Linked DNA regions of Hordeum vulgare: region 1 is linked to region 2. Evidence: chromatin contacts called from public Hi-C data. All regions are on one chromosome and are shown on one strand. The core of a region is the stretch at or near the end of the contact, and the rest is flanking DNA. Distances in the headings are between cores, read along the strand shown. Region 1 holds the start of LOC123410728 (UDP-glycosyltransferase CGT-like). Region 2 holds the start of LOC123408237 (leucine-rich repeat receptor-like serine/threonine/tyrosine-protein kinase SOBIR1).

The links. A called contact is a pair of places that touch in the nucleus more often than the background predicts.
Region 1: a contact with region 2 is called in a Hi-C map of leaf, with 8 times the contacts expected there. The contact joins the promoter of LOC123410728 here to the promoter of LOC123408237 in region 2. A contact is called at or near these places in 2 of 6 Hi-C or Micro-C datasets (leaf and seedling).

What each region holds. Positions count from the first base shown.
Region 1 is chr7H:128,797,747-128,802,091 of MorexV3_pseudomolecules_assembly, reverse strand. LOC123410728 (UDP-glycosyltransferase CGT-like) reads right to left here and starts at 2,116. Exons shown (of 1, transcript XM_045103664.1): 1 at 280-2,116. The coding sequence starts at 1,984. The coding sequence ends at 557.
Region 2 is chr7H:128,133,489-128,137,992 of MorexV3_pseudomolecules_assembly, reverse strand. It overlaps LOC123408237 (leucine-rich repeat receptor-like serine/threonine/tyrosine-protein kinase SOBIR1), which reads left to right and starts at 1,403. Exons shown (of 1, transcript XM_045101391.1): 1 at 1,403-3,249. The coding sequence starts at 1,492. The coding sequence ends at 2,967.

The sequences.
Region 1 (4,345 bases), core at 867-3,366, 660 kb before region 2:
TTTACGTGGACGTGGGAAGAGGAGGTCGAACGAAGGAAAGGTGGGATCATAGGATGTTTTTTTTTCTTTCTTGCGAGGTGGGATCGATCGCTAGGAGGTCAAACCATCGTGGAGGTTGAACCATCACGACGGCACATCCTGCTTTAATGGTAGGGATTAGCAAACCGTAAGGCCCCTCTTGGATTAGCGTTTCAGCTCTTTTTTTTGAAATGAGAGGGGTTTCCTCCTAGCCTCAACTTTATTAAAGCCAAGGCAAAGCCTACCAGCCAAAAATATCAGTTTTTCGATGGACAACTTGTTATTTGTAGCAACAACAGAAACAAACGGTCAAAGTGCACTAATTTTAAGCCCTATTACAGAACATTTCACATGGCAAAAGAGAGGGAACACAAAGATAAGCAACAACAGCGTCATAAAGATAAGCAACAAATAGTTTTAGCTCGTTTCTATATAGGTGTAAAAATTTACACCCATTAAAAACAAGGCCTAAATTTATTTACATACATCTCCTCTAAAACAACTCGATCGGGATACGTTTTTATCCAAGATTCCTTCCTCACGCCTCTGACGGCGCGTTACTGGCACTACCATCACAGCACCGTGCCACAAGCTCCGCCAAGCTCCGGTAGCTCGTCCCGCCACCAGCCACGGCCGTCATCGCGGCCTCGAGGACCTCCGTAGAACTCCTCCTCAACATGTCGTCTGCCATCACTGATTTCACCTTCTCCGCGATCTCCTCCCCCTTCACCAGCCCCGGGTCCCCTTCCCAGCTCCACCGCTCGACCCAGACGCCGGCCCCACGGCGCGCCACAATGCCGGCGTTCACCCGCTGGTCGGCGAACCTCGGCCACGCCAGCACCGGCACGCCGGCCGCGAACGCCTCGGTCAACGAGTTCCAGCCGCAGTGACTCACAAACATTCCGATGGCCGGGTGCTTCAGGACCTCGCCTTGCTCCACCCACGCCTTGGTCACGAGTGCCCGGCCGCTCACCCGCTGCAAGAACCCTTCGCCGAGCAGCTCGCTGAGCTCGGCGCCGTCCTCCTTGTCCACGACGGCGCCCTTGACCACCCACAAGAACCGGCAGCCGCTTGCCTCTAGACCGTCGGCGAGCTCGCTGAGCTGGTCCCGGGCCAAGGCCTTCCGGCTGCCGAAGCTGACGTACACCACCGACCGCTCCGGCTGCGCGTCGAGCCATGCCGAGTAGTCAGAGCATGCTCTCGCCGGGAAGCTCACCGGGCTGAGCGGCCCGACGGTAAACACCAGCGGGAACCCAGGGACAACCGAGCCCTGTCGCAGCGCCCTCACGGCCTCCGGCTCCAAGGCGTCGAACGTGTTGACGAGGAGGCCGTCGGCTTTCGAGAGGCTCCGGCCGTTGGCGACGAACTGCTGCGTGAAGAGGTTGTTACGGTCGTGCAGAGCCTGCGGGAAGGAAGACTTCGGGATGCGGTACACCCCTGGGACGTCGGCGTCGTCGCCGGCGCCCGCGCCGTCCAAGTAGGCGGGGTAGTACGCGTAGAAGGAGAACATGGTGGCGGACGCGGTGAAGAAGACGTAGCACGGGAGGCGGAGCTCTTTCGCCACGGGGATCAGCACGGAGGCCAGCGAGATGTCGGCGACGAGCGCGGCCGCGCCGGCGGCGGCGAGGAGCGGGGCCAGGAGGGGCGCGGAGCGGCGCGTGGCCTCGTAGTGCACGTAGAACGGGTCGGCGCCGGAGAGCTCTGGCGCGTCGAGCGGCGGGAGGTGGAAGTCGAGCCGGCGGACGGCCGGGAACGCGGCGAACAGCGCGTCGAGGTGGCCGGCCTCGGCGGACGACACGGTGGGGAGGACCGTCACGAGGGAGACGTCGCATGCGTGGCCGGAGGAGAGGGCGGCGGCGAGGCGGCTGAAGGGCGCCAGGTGGCCCATGCCGGCGCTCGGGAGGAGAACGATGCGCGGGCGCGGCGCGGCGGCTCCCGCGCGGTCGTCTCTCGAGCTGGAGGCCATGGTCCGTCGAACAATTGGTTTCTGCGAGATTTGTGATGAGTTGTGCCTTTGTGGAGAACTGGACCCTACACTTTGATATGCTTGTCTTTCCTGAGCTATGCCTTTGTGGAAAACTCGACACTACACTTTGGTCTGATTGTCTTCCTTGGTAGTGGAGTGACTTCCAAGAAGGTGGCTGATGAGTAGCTGCAAAATCGAATACGAATTCTCCACTGTCATTTACTGGTGTTGTGTGTTATTTCCTCTGAAAAAATATAAAAGCCCGTGGGTGGCTCCCCTTCGGTTAGTAGTTTTTAGTCTTTGCAAATGCGGTGTTTGGATGGATGGGAACGTTTTTTTTTCTTTTTCTTTTAGTTTGTGTTCTGGGCTTCAATCCTTTTTGATTAACATAGTGAACGGAGCTTCGGCGTAGGTTCCTACCGTTTTATTAAAACGATGAGGTTAGAGTTTTTCATCGTGTGGCGAAAATTCATATCAGATGTTTCAGATCCATTCAAGGGTTTAACAACAAAGACCGTGGTTACATGCCGTTGGTCCTTAGGGACACGTGCATGAAGACTTCTTACATGTCAACGATAAGGTCAAGCTTGCTTCGATACGGCGGCGACGACAATGTCACGTCGACGGCTTATTTTGGCGGCGGTATTGATCATTCGGTGGTTTCATATCTTGATGTAATTTTTGTTATGTTTAAAATGCATTATATTTTCGATAATCTATGATAATAGATGTGAATTATATTCACAGAAAAAAAAATACAAAAACAATTGGATCATTACTTTAATGATCTAAATGTTTTTATATTTTTGTACAAAATACTATTATCAATATTGAATGATGTCGACCGATGGGACTGTCGAAATGAGATTGTTTCGGTCCCGAATCCAGTGCGTGACCTGCGGAACAGGTTTGCTGCTTTGCTTTCGGCTCAACGTTCAGAAATGCAGGTTATTTTTTATGAGTAAAACCAGGTTTATCGATCAAAAACCATAAATAGTGGAGTGCATCTCAGATCATGGGGCTACCCGAGCTGCAAATGGCACCCTTGATCTAAAGAACATGCCTACTTGGCTAGACTACAAGTATCTGTATTCAACTCTCTACTTTCAAAAGGAAAATTACAATTAAACATGATAGCACTCTGAGTAATCTCACTAATGATAGTGCCACATTTCCCTTAATTGCCATTATGGACATCATCAATCACTTGTTCAGAAATGCAAGTGGACGAGAAGAATTTGGCACAGATCCAAAAATTAAAGCTGGGCCTAACAGGTAATACGTACTGATGCTGCAGGGAAAATGCGAAAACATAGGTGTACCCGGTGGTGAATCCAGAAAGAAAATGTGTGTGTGTGTGTGTGTGGGGTGGGGGGGGGGGGTCTAGAACCTTCCCAACCCGATTTGTTTTCCTTTTTTTCTATTTTATTTTTTCCCTTTTTTTGTTTTCCCTTTACCTTTTAATTTTAATTTTGTTTTATTCTTCCTTGTTCTCGTTTTCCCCTTTCCAAATTCACAAACATTTTCTGAAATTCAGATCGGTGAACATTTTTTGATGATCAAAAATTGTTTTCAAATCAGCAAACATTTTTATAAATTCAAATTGTACTCATAGTATTTATAAATTGTTCATCGAAATAAACCAATGCTCATCAAATTCAACAAATCTCCATAATTTTTAAATAAATATAATATACTAAAATTTTTGACGAATCCAAAAAATGTTCCAAATTTGAAAAAGGTGTTCATTGAATAAAACATTATTCATCAAATACAAAACTTATTCATAAAAATTCAAAAAATGTCATTGCAAATTCTAATTTTGTTTTGCATTAATGAACATTTTGAGATTCTATATTTATAAAATCTTGAACTATTTGAAAGAAACAAAAATCTTTCCTAATAATAAAGCAAATACGATTTCTGGTCGTATGTCATGGAAATTAACCCTAAAGTTTGCATAAATTACCCACCATGCCACCGGTAAGTAACAGAAAACGTTTCACAAAGCAAAAAATCTTGGACAGGGCCGGCCCTTGTAAAAACCACCTATATTACGCTCTGCATGCTGGGAAAATATCCAGCACACCGTATGGGCCGGCCCATGCACAGGCGCCTGCTTTTAGTTCCATTTATTTATTTATTTTCAGTTCCGTTTTATTTTTTTAGTTTAAATAATTTGGAACTTCAAATAATGTTTAAAATTTTAATAAACTGAAAATTATAAATCAACTTATTTAAAAAACTAAAATGTTTGTCACTTCAAAAACTATTCGGAGTTTTGTAAAAAATGCTCGCATATACAATAAAATGATTGCAATTTTAGAAAAAAAATTGTACAATAAGAAAAGTTCATTATTT
Region 2 (4,504 bases), core at 154-2,653:
TTTTCTTTTATTTTATTTTGCAATTTACAATTATACACACCTCATTCGCTTGCAAATAACAAGATCAAGAGGATTGACAACCCTCTTGCTCGCGTTGGGTCCAAGTTGTTTTCTATTTTATGTGCATCAGCTGAAGACGATTGATGATTGATATTCCTATTGGTTCGATAAACCTTGGTTTCTTAACTAAGGATAATAATTTCCCGCATTGTGTTGCAACTACCCGTTCCTCTTCACAGAAAATACTAGGCAGATCACAAGTATTAGTGACGGAGGATATTAATTACCAAAACCAACGACAGCGTTCCATACGAACGCACTCGGTCGTACGCGTGCCCGTATGAGGGCAAAAACACCTCCAATTGATTCCTTTCGACGATTGAGGTCGAAGTTTTTTTTCTAAATGATCATTTGCTTTGTAATTAATGTTGATTATCTCTCAAACTCCGTAGCTAATAAATCTCCACAGCATCTACCTTTCATTTATTTATTTTTACATGTTGGGTATACGAATCGTTCGCATACTGAGTCGATGTTTTTATTCGGTGTATTATTTTTGCAAGGGCTTGGGCATTATGTGGTGACGTGTACGGTGTGGTGCCTGATAACCCACAAGTGTAGGTGTTCGTTTGTAGCCTTTTAATAAATAAGAATGTTAAACCCAACTAGGTGCTAAAGATAGAATTAATATTCTTTCAAGTTTTATCGACCACCTATACAACTCTAAGCGCAACGATGAAACTTGAGAGGGCCAAACCGACAAGGATACATATGAGGAGGTAGATTCCTCCATGAATCGAGCATCTGGTCTTGCACGACAAGCCTTCTGAAATCTTTTTCATATGTGCCACGACCCGCTCAACTTGTCTAGGGCGGAATCGACAAGGAGTCCTTAGCCCGGTGGGACAGGCTGTGAGTCGATGTGGTGAGAAGGCCCCTTAGACGGGACACCGTCATATTTCTATAGAAATTTATAACAATGGAATTATATAAAAAAGAATGTATGCGAATAATACTCCACGCCATTTTTGATGATGTGATGACTTGCATATATATATTTAAATTAGATTTTAAGATGTTCTGAAAAACACACCCACACATGAAGCCCGGGAGAAAAAAAAATCCACGCTCATGGGACGTGAGAATCTTTCCAGATTTTTAGGGGCACAATAGTCATTTTCATAAAAAGAAAAATGACCGTAATAGTCATTTTCATTCCTCCCTCGCCGTGCTGGCCGGTTCTTGACTTGCCTCGAGTCAACGGTCGTTTCCCGCCAATAAGACCGGGCCGGTCGCGATATGTCCCCCTCACGCCAATCTGGCACGTCCATCCATTCCACAAACGCATCGTAGCCGTGCATTGTTTCCACACGGTAATCCCCAACTAGGCCATTATTAATAGCTCTGCTCTCCAGTCTCCACCCACCCCGTCCCCCACATAAGCCGGAACCTTCCTCCCCACACGAGCAACGAGCTAAACGTTTGGTGACAATGGCGTTAGCGGCAGGTACGCCGAGCAAGCGTCCCGTCCTCTTCCTCGTCTCTCTCGCCACGCTCCTCCTCCTCGTCTCAGCTGTCCAGTGCTATGACAGCCGCCACGCCGTCATGCGCTCTGCCATGGCCCGCCGGTCCCGTCCGGGGATCCGGCATGTGCACCACCGCCGGACCGGGGTGCCGCACCGGTACGTCCTCGCGGAGAACGCCCCCAACTCGACCGTCGGCGGTGGAAAACAGAAGAACCGCACCTCGTCGCCGGCGGCAAACAACGGCACCTTTCCGTCGGCGCCACCGGCGGCCGAGCAGGGCAAGCACCACCGGAGCCACAAGCACAGGGTGCGCAACTGGATCATAGGGTTCGTGGTCGGGTCCCTCGCCGGCGTCATCTCGGGGCTGGGCGTGTCCGTGCTGTTCCGGCTGGCGCTCAACTGCATCCGCGGGCGGTACCGGAACAAGTCCGGCATGGTGATCTTCACCCCGAAGCTGATCAAGCGAGCGGACCACCTGGCGTTCCTGGAGAAGGAGGACATGCTTTCCTCTCTGGCCGTGATCGGGCGCGGCGGGTGCGGCGAGGTGTTCAAGGCGCAGCTCCCCGTGGAGACCGAGGGGGAGGAGCCCAAGTTCATCGCCATCAAGAAGATCAAGAAGCAGGTGGGCGACGGCCACGGGCAGAACAACAACCTGAGCGACGAGGAGAGCCGGCAGCTGGACAAGTGGTCGCGGCAGATACAGTCGGAGATCCGCACGGTGGGGCACATCCGGCACCGCAACCTCCTGCCGCTGGCGGCGCACGTGCCGCGGCCGGACTGCCACTACCTCGTGTACGAGTACATGAAGAACGGCAGCCTGCACAACGCGCTCAAGCCGACGCCATCAGAGCTGGAGGAGGGCGGCGGCGACGGCGGGGTGCGGCTGGCGTGGCCGGCGCGCCTCCGCGTGGCGGTGGGCATCGCGTCGGGGCTGGAGTACCTGCACGTGCTGCAGCAGCCGCAGATCATCCACCGCGACCTGAAGCCGGCCAACATCCTGCTGGACGACGACATGGAGGCCCGCATCGCCGACTTCGGGCTGGCCAAGGCGATGCCGGACGATCACACCCACGTGTCGACGTCGCACGTCGCCGGCACCATGGGGTACATCGCGCCGGAGTACCACCAGACGTACAAGTTCACGGCCAAGTGCGACATCTTCAGCTTCGGGGTGATCCTGGCGGTGCTGGCGACGGGCAAGGAGCCGACGGACCAGTTCTTCGTGACGGAGGTGGACGAGGTCGGGCTCGTCAAGTGGCTGCGCCGGGTGGTGCAGAACGGCGACTACGCGGAGGCCATCGACCCCGCCATCGCCGGCGCCGGGCACGAGGAGCAGATCCTGCTGGTGCTGCGCATCGCCGTCTTCTGCACCGCCGACGACCCCAAGGAGCGGCCCGCCGCCAAGGACGTGCGCTGCATGCTTGCCCAAATCAAGAACTAGAACCACAACTACTAGTAACGTATCGTCGCGTGCATGCCCAAATCAGGCAGCAGTTGAACAAGCCGAAATTCGTGTAAGTATTGGTCGTCGTCGTCGTCTTCAATTAATCAATTGGGTATGTGTCATGCGTGACTGTGTGTAGAATAATGTGGCAAGTGCTGGGTCAGCGGGTCAAGCATGGGGCCGGTCGATCGATAAGGACCGGAAAGGAGATGGAGTATCCGTGTAACACGCTATACTATTTCATGCAAATGAGATTTGGGACGGGTATATTTTTCTTGACATGGACGTGTGTTGTTTACAAGATCCAACTGCGTATCTGAAGAATGATTATGAATCACGTCATATGATCGGATCCATAAGCTTGATCCACCAGATGGCGTTACCTGCGGTGCACTGATGTGGTAAGCACTTTTCGGAGCTACTGGTGCACTGATGTCTTAATTGGAACGAGTCGCGCCTAGCTTTTGTATGCATCGTCTTGTGGTAGTGGAGAACTGGAGAAAATAGACCACCGGATCAAGATGGATATGATGAAAGTTAAATAAATTGGACAAACAATTAAGAAAAGTTGCCGTTTTCCCCACTGGTACCCCTATACACCCGGAAAGAGAGAGTACTCCTATTTGTGTTCGCTGCATCTGTTCACCCTGTCATGCTCGTGCTCGTGTTCGCTGCATCTGTTCACCCTGTCATGCTCTACAGCTTCAGCGATGGGGGTCCATTAGTGTCGATGAGCGACCGGAAGAATAGATGGGGAGGAACGACGGGACCTCCGTTGGGTATGAGGCTGCAATGGACTTGGGCGTCCCGTCACAACACCACCTAGTCTCTTCGCTGCTTGATTGTTTTCCAAATCAAAAGTCAAAATTTTGCCTCATCAATTAATTAAAAAATTGAATTATTCAGTTAATTATTGAAAATTCAGGAAAAAACGGTGGATCAGACAGCATACGGACTATGCGTTAAAAAAATTATGACCCCACAATCAACCCGACAAACATACATAACACAGAACAACAACTGTTACTTGCAATTCTACGTTGCAAAGAAACCCCCAATCAAACCAAAGTTAAAGACAACGGACATCATCAAATCCATGAAGACGAGCCAACCAAAGATTGTAATCGAATCTTCCTTTTTGAGCGAAAGATTGTGCTCGAATAGACTGAGCATCATTAACCTAACCAACTGGGCCGGTCTTAGCATGCTGGCCCGATAGCCCGCATGCCTGGCCCAACATGACCATAAACGACATGTGCTGGCATGTGGCCTACCCAGGGTTGTGCTTGGACCGTGAGGTTTTAACGAGTACCGGCACGGACACGACACATTTTTAGCCCAAAAATTTGCTGAAAATAGGCTCAAGATAGACAAAATCAGACGTGTTGATAGGTTAAATATACCGATGGGCAGTACCGTTTCCTTACTATGTTGTGTCTATGTCAGGGAGTCCAGCACGCGTGTTGCCTGGGAGCTCCTATGCAGCGGTGCAGGGGGCCGTTAACTATTCGGCGCCTGCAGCATCGCTGGCATG